Linked DNA regions of Ovis aries: region 2 is linked to region 1. A link is a contact called in public Hi-C data. All regions are on one chromosome and are shown on one strand. Each heading gives the region's core, a stretch centred on a gene start, on an enhancer-like site or on the middle of the called end of the contact. The rest is flanking DNA. Distances are from core to core; before and after follow the strand shown. Region 1 has its middle 7.4 kb from the start of C15H11orf91. Region 2 overlaps KIAA1549L (KIAA1549 like).

Region 1 (3,812 bases), core at 591-3,090:
CCATCCTGGGCATTCCAGGTCCTGTCTTCCCTCACTAGGAGGAAGCTAGATTCCCATTACCCCAAGCTGGCTGATGCAAGAGAAGCTCCCTTGTTCTAGAAAACTTCAGGCTGGCAAGTCCAGTGAGGGGAGCTGGGGACTCTTAATGAGAGTCAGGAAAACTCAGTAGCAAGCTCAAGGAGGGCAGAGCTGCCTGGGGGCCCATTTCCCATTTCTTCCCCAGAGCCTCCTTTGCCCCCCACCCCCATCCATCCAAACTCATAAAACTGGCCACCAATTAAGTGCATCCTGGGCACAGAGGGAGGCAGTTAACATGAACAGTCTACTTCTTAGTAGTACTGGGACTCCATGCTTTCACCACACGGGGCATGGGTCCAATCCTTGGTCAGGAAACTAAGGTCCAGAAAACCCTGTGGCATGGCAAAAAATAATAATTCTTACTAGCACCTTGTGATATAGGAACCATCCTTGGCATGTTTTACAAATGAGGGGACAGAGACTCTGAAAGGTGTAGTGACTTACACCCTCCGCCACCCCTGGGCACAGGGCTAGGCAACGGCAGAGTGAGGATTAGAAGTCAGGCTTATCAAGGTTCTCCCAGGCCTTCCTGCAGTGTTCATAGCACAGACATAGGGGAAGCCCTAGTGAGTCACCAGAAGGAAACGTTAGGTTCAATACCGGGAGGACATAGTTTGGGAGTGGGCTGAGTTGTCTCCCAATGTTGAAGATGAGTTGACAGTCTTATGGTATCACAGTCAAGGTCCCAGGAATGCCCACACTCAGCCCCATCGCTTGTCCCTTCATCCCATGGCTTTGGCCACACGTCCTGTTATCAGGATGGTGGAGGAGGCAGGTCCTGTGATTCTCAGTCCGTCCTGAACAGAATGGAATGGAAGAGGCTGTATAGCAAAGAGAAGGATGCTTGGCAATTGAAAACAAGATAAGGGTCCAGGTGAAGCAAACACCATATGCACGGAATAATAGATAAATGCAGGCTGGCTCATGCTGGAGCCAGCTGGAACAGCTCATGAAAGCCAATGGTTAAATTTTGAGGAATTTTGTAAGCCGGTTGTAAAAACAGCCCTTGTTAAAAATTAACTTTTATCAACTTACAAGCAAACAATATTAAAAATGAAGGTAATAAATATTCAAAATTCAGCACTCCCTAATTATTTGCTCCATTTCACAATTACCCGTGCTCTTAAAGGTATTTATGGCTCCTGGGTCTGTATGGTGGAAATACTGTATAACAGTGTACTAATGTTACATTCCTTCTGAGTAACGTCCGTGTTGATGGTTTGAAACTGGCCACAGTGAGAGTATTTACACTATGGAAATTGGCAAATGTACAAATGCAGATTGTTCTTGTCCTCTCTACCCTTTCCAACCTCCATAAAAAGTTGGTTGTTAAACATTTACTAACACACCGCCAGATAAACAGGAAAAATCACTGATAGCTGAGCTAGAAGGAAAGCTGCTTTGGAACATTCAGAGTTGGGCTGAAGGTATGACTGAAGCCCCCTGCTGCTTCTGGTTTGTCTGCCCACTTAGTTACCCACATGGAAGAGGTAGGAAAGAAGAGCCTAGTGATATCTGCTCATGAAGGCAGGCTTTTTTTTTTTTTTTGTCACTGGACTTCCATCCCGTCCACAGCCGAGCATCAGCACATCCAGGTGCAGCAACCAGAGGCCAAGTGACTAGAGAGGAATCCAGAAAATGCATCCATGACACTTAGTTCCCCTGAACCAGGGATCCAACCTGTGCCCCCTGCAGTGGGAGCATGGAGTCTCAACCACTGATGATGCAAGGCCCAGGGAATGTCCTGGACCTCAGCCAATCAGATTAGCAGCTTGTACTCTCAGGGCATCAGTGTAGAGGGTGAACAGAGGAAACAGCCCATGGGTGGGGGACTGACGTTCATTCTCTCCAGCGGTAACTTGTTTGAGCTAGATGGAACAGCAAATCTGACAGAGGGTGAAACCAGATATTTGCATCATGACTGCTCCATCAACAGATTGTTAGTCCTGAGAGAAGCAGAGATTTCAAGTGTGATGGGGAACCTTCCACCCCCTCAGCCAAATAACCTGTGCCCTACACTATGGCCAAGGGATTCAGGCAGGATCTAGTGCCTGCAGGGGCCTGGTTTCTTGGGGAGCAGGAGGAAGACAGACATCATCACTGCATTAAAGTTTCCCTCTCACTATAAGTGAAGGCTGTACTGGTGCCTCACCCTGGCTTTTTCCTTTCAATGACATCTTGAGCCTGTCACCACCCAGATATGTGACCTTGGGAATATTACTCAACCGCTCTGAGCCTGTCTCATCATCCGGTAGATGGAGACATGTTCTCATGGGTGGGAGAAAACAATCAAGATGATAGAGGGGAAATTTTTCTCAGATGAGAGTCATAATTACCATAGTCATAGTTTTCCATCCTATTTAGGACTCATCTCTCACTGCTGAGCCCTGAATCTGCAGGGCTCTACAAAACTGATGGGGGTGAGTATGGCTAGGGGGCAATTTTGGGAAGAGGGTGATTCTTTTCTAGTGAGGGCCAACCATCTCTCTCCCAGGCAGCATCACATCTGCCACTTCAGATGAGGTCAAGGACTCGGCCCCTCCATAGGTGATGCCCCAAAGAGAGAGGGCTTCCATCCCATCCACAGCCTAGCATCAGCACATCCAAGTACAGCGACCAGAGGCAAACTGGCTAGAAAGGAATCCAGAAAATGCATCCATGACACCAAGCTGGAAGATCACATGTTCTAGGGGCTCTTCTTGTTGGTGGGGGAAAGAGGCCACTCAAAGCAGCTCACTTAAATAACAAGAGGGGATGATGGTAGGGTTGGTGGTTACAGAGAGTAGGAACTAATGCAAGAGAAAGAAACAAAGGGGGCATCTAGGGCTTTAGGAGGAAAGGAATGTGGCGCTGCCACTGGACACTTGGGTCCAACCACATTTGTTCTCTCCAATCATGTTTGTTCCTTGGAGAGCAAATGTGATTGGCTGGTGTGGGTTGCTTGTCTGTTTCTGTCCCCTTTGGGGTGGGGTGGCCAGAGTCCTGAGATTGCCGCCCCACCAGAGGCCCTTGGAACAGAGGAGGATTTTTAGACACGTCATATGTCCCCTCATGGGCCTCAGGCCCATTGGCACCAGGGCCTGGAAGCCACAAGGAGCCCAGGCAGCTGGTCCCCCCCCCCCACTTCCTCTCACTCCACACACCTGCACACCTCCTGCCTTTCTCCCTAGACTGTCGACTCAGTTCAGGTTCCCCCTAGAGAGTCACGTCGGGTTCCCTCTCACAGGAACCCTTTGCTAGTTCCAGTTCCTAAGGGAAGAATCAGAGTGGCTCACCAGCTGGCTTTGGGCTCACGTCACAAGTCAGAGGAGAGGAGAGACAGAGCAGCAAAGGCCCTATAATCAGGTGATATTCTACTGGAGCCTGGCGGAGGATTTCTGCAGAAGCAGGACTAAACATTAGCTGTTCCAGCCATCTTTCCCCCGCGCCCCCAGGATTACTCATCTCTGTGTCTGTCTGAATGCAGTGCCCACATTCTATAACTCTGAAAACGGTGCGCATAAACTAAACCTGCACACCTTTACTGGTTTGTTCATTCATTTATCCATTCAGTGGTTCTTCCAGTGAAGCAGGTTCTTCACTTCTCTGAGCCCTTTTCCTCATCTGAAAAATGCATGGTACTTCCCCTGCCTGGGGCTGCGAATTAACACAGAATGTATAAACTGCTCAGCTCACGACCTGACACACAGCTGATGCTCACCTTCCTAGGGTTTGCCAGGCAAATTTGCATCGAA
Region 2 (3,812 bases), core at 523-3,022, 110 kb after region 1:
CATTGTAAAGGCAAGACTGTAGAGGGTGATCATCATTTCTACGCAAAGGTATGTCTATGAGGATGTGCTGGCCGAGCAGAAGTGAGGGCCGTAATAACACATGGGCTGGACCATCCCCATGGAAGCCACACCCACCGTGAAGAAGGCAGAAGATGAGGAGAGGAAAACCATGAGCCAGGTGTCAGGTTCCTAAGGAGTGTGGACGCCAACTAGGATATCAAGCTAGGCCTTTCCGGCCTAGAGCATTCTCCACGTGCTGCCGAATCTAACATTTCTGCCACACAGTTGCTCACCTACCTCACCCTGGCTTTCTTTGAAGCCCTTATTTGGGTCCCTAATGCCGGGGCCATCAGAAAGCCTCATTAGTTCTGCCTTCTCTCAACCTGAACGCTGACAACAGATTAATCTCCCTAGATAATGGGTACTTTCAATGATACTATTTCCCCACACAGAAATCTCCAATAGCTCCCCAGAACCAATCTCATCACTGTACAATCCCTTCTCTTGCCATGCAAGGCCTGAGTCTCCTAAGCAATGCTCATTTCTACCCCCATCATCTCCTCCTCATGCTTCAGTACTGCAGGAAACTTGACTCCTTTTTTTCAAGCACCACTGGTACTTCTCACTTCCTTTCTATTGCTCCTGCTGCTTGCTCTTTCTGGACTATACCCTCTTCCCCACCCTCGGCTGGAATCATAGCGTACAATACAGTTACAAACACACTTTTGAACTCAGATTCAGATTCCTGTCTTGGAATTCATACCAGATCAAGTACTAATTCTGTGATGTGGAGCAAATTAGTTAACCTGTCTTAGCGTAGGTTTCTTCATCTGTAACTGGGAGCTAAATAAAGTTGCCCCAGAGAAATAGAGAAAAATTATGTAAAGCAATAAGCATAGTAGCTGCCATGGGGAGGACCCTCAAAAAGGCAGTTATTATGTTTCATACCCTTTCTCTATTAATTCTTCCCAGATACCCCTTGAGAGCAATCTGTCCCTCTGTTGAGCCCTGTATCAATCACATTGTCTCCTCGAAGCATCTCTGCATTCTACCCCTTTATATCTGCATCAACAGCTTCTCTGCTCCTTAAAGGCAGGGATTTAGCAAGTCTTGCCCACTTCTCTGAGTCCTCCAGCACAGTTCATGTAGGACTCTGGAAAGTTTACTGAATCAAATTACCTTTAATTCCCCAGCAGACAAATACAATCTCAGCAGTGGTGATTTTTCTAGCTGCTCACAAGACTATACTGAGGAGGGAGAGCGGGTAGGACCTGGGGCAAAGCAGTATTACCATCACCCTAGTATCCAAAACACATCCCTTCCCCAAAACCCGATAGCTACCTCATATCAGGGCTTCCCTGAGAGCTCAGCTGGTAAAGAATCTGCCTGCAATGCAGGAGACCTGGGTTTGATCCCTAGGTTGGGGAGATCCCCTGGAGAAGGCAAAGGCTACCCACTCCAGTATTCTGGCCCAGAGAATTCTGTGAACTGTATAGTCCATGGGGTCACAAAGAGTCGGACACGGCTGAGTGACTTTCACTTTCACCCAAAACCTATTGCTTTAAACAATATAGGAAACAGCTGGTTGGTTTGAGAACCTTGCAGAATAGAAATATTTTTAGCTCTGGGTCTACTAACATGAGTTTAGGGACTCACTTGGATGAACAGGAAATATTTGCTGATGTTAAAAATATTGAATGGAAAGACTGTCCCCTTACGGTCAGCTTGCAGAAGAACAACATGGTGCAGAGTCAAGGCCATCCTTTGGGAGTCAATGGTGCTCAGGATCTTGGCAGCTGCAGTCCCCAGCAGAGGCTTCCCATTGTACAGGGTGTAGTAAGTCAGCTCCGCAGGGTCCTTGGGTCCCGGCACCCGCTGCATCTTTACCATCTTTCAGAAAAAGATAGGCTTTGTTTACAGGGCATCGTGTATCAGCTCTGCAATTACTCACGTGATCAGCAGGCTCACTCCCGACTGTGAAGCCTTCTGCAGCTGAGTAGACCCATAACAGATATTTAAGGCGTCAACCTTCGTGTACCTCCCTAACACCGACGTCTCAAGAAACCCTACTATCGCTGGAAGAGGAAGGCAGGGAGGAGAAAACAGTCTTGAAAATACAAACTTCTGGGAAGAACAGTTTGAGACAGAGAAGAAACGCTGAAATGGTCAAGTCTCCAGCTTCTAGAGAACTCTGGCCTCATTTGAAAATAGGCCTCCACATGAATTCAGGGCATGTTAGGTTATGCTTAGACAAGATTTCTAATTTCAAATTCCTGCAATTGCCAGAGAGGGGAAAAAAAATGAACTTCTATGTTTGCAATTCAAAAGGTCTCTGATAAAAGCAAGGTTTGGAGACTCAAAGTTCTTTTTCTAAAATAACCTTTGTTGCTTTTTCTCACTGCACTACAGAGAATTTGAAAATACAGAAAAGCATCGAGAAATGAAATAAAATATAAACAACCTGTAACCCCTCCTCTACAAGCTAATTACTATCATCATTTTAGAGTATTTGCTACTATTTTTTTTCCACACAAGTCTCTTATCATTTTACAAAATTATTTATCATACTTTCTATATAATATTATATATTGCCATTTTTACTTACATCCATAGGGGCTTAATTATAATAAAAGCATAAATGTTAATTTCTACATGGCATTCCAAGGCATGCCTCATAAATTTACTCACCCAATCCTTTATTGTCAAACACCTAGATTGTTACTCATTTTTCAGTATTGTAACTAACAATTGATAATCACACATAAAACATAAATTTTAATACCTACATAATGTTCTACTGTGTGCATGTCTCATAAACTTAACTAAACCTTCATTTGTGGACATTTAGGTTGTTATCAAGTTTTCACTAGCATAATTCACCATTGATAAATATGGCATCATATAAGTATTTCCCAAAGTATATCTTACAGATTATGAGTTTCACAGGATATCAAAAGAGGTAACAAAAACGTTTATAGCAGCATTGTTCATAATAGCAAAAAAAAATACAAAAATTCAGAAGTCACTAACAGTAGGATGGATAAATGAATTATAGTACTGTTGCACAATTAAATATTATAGAGTAGTAGAACTAAGGCTCTTTGATCCAATGTGGGTGAATACAAAACCTGATATGGAGCAAAAGAGACAAATTACAGAATATAAAGTTCAAAACCAAACAAAACCAAATGATGCACTGCTTACGGAGACACATGAGAATGGTAAAATCTATACAGAAAACACAGGCATGATTTAATACAAAATCCAGAAGCACACTCAACTCCGGTAGAAAGGAAGCAAGTAGGTATAATCAGAAAAGACACAGAGAAAGCTTATCAGGTAAGGTAACAGTGCTGTTCTTATTCTTTGGGTTGTGGGTTCTTTTTTTATTAGTGTTCTTTAAACTCTGCCTATTTTTATGCTGCTGAGTATGTGTGCTATAAATAACAATTAAAAATAAATATTACTACAATCCAATAAAAAATGGCTTTTAAAATAATCTGACCAGACGTTTCACAAAGAAACATATCTGAGGAGCAAATAAGCAAGTTTTTTTAGATGCTCAATGAGGAAATTCAACTAAAACCCATAAGGCATCACTACCAACCACTAGAATGACTAAAATAAGAAGGGCTGATAACCCTGTGTTGATGAGAAGGTGGGGTAACTCCACATCCGGTTGGTGGGAGCATCAGACAGTATACTTTGGGGAAAGGTCTGGCGGTTTCTCACAGAATTCGCATACACCAACCCTGTGAACCACTCCTGCATACCCAGGAGAAATGAAAGCACATGTCTAAAGAAAGACCTGC

What was found. A called contact is a pair of places that touch in the nucleus more often than the background predicts.
Region 2: a contact with region 1 is called in a Hi-C map of liver, with 4 times the contacts expected there. The contact joins two enhancer-like sites. A contact is called at or near these places in 5 of 16 Hi-C or Micro-C datasets (hypothalamus, liver, mixed tissues and 2 more).

Annotation. Positions count from the first base shown.
Region 1 is chr15:63,131,814-63,135,625 of ARS-UI_Ramb_v3.0, reverse strand. No RefSeq gene overlaps it. Among named protein-coding and RNA genes, the nearest start is that of C15H11orf91, 7.4 kb to the left of the region's middle. Within about 2 kb of position 1,840, at least 7 of the 54 cell types and tissues checked have an H3K27ac peak or open chromatin away from gene starts, as enhancers often do. A contact at or near this core is called in liver, where this site is marked.
Region 2 is chr15:63,016,886-63,020,697 of ARS-UI_Ramb_v3.0, reverse strand. It overlaps KIAA1549L (KIAA1549 like), which reads right to left. Exons shown (of 21, transcript XM_042233338.2): 10 at 1,719-1,890. Among named protein-coding and RNA genes, the nearest start is that of C15H11orf91, 120 kb to the left of the region's middle. Within about 2 kb of position 1,772, at least 5 of the 54 cell types and tissues checked have an H3K27ac peak or open chromatin away from gene starts, as enhancers often do. A contact at or near this core is called in liver, where this site is marked.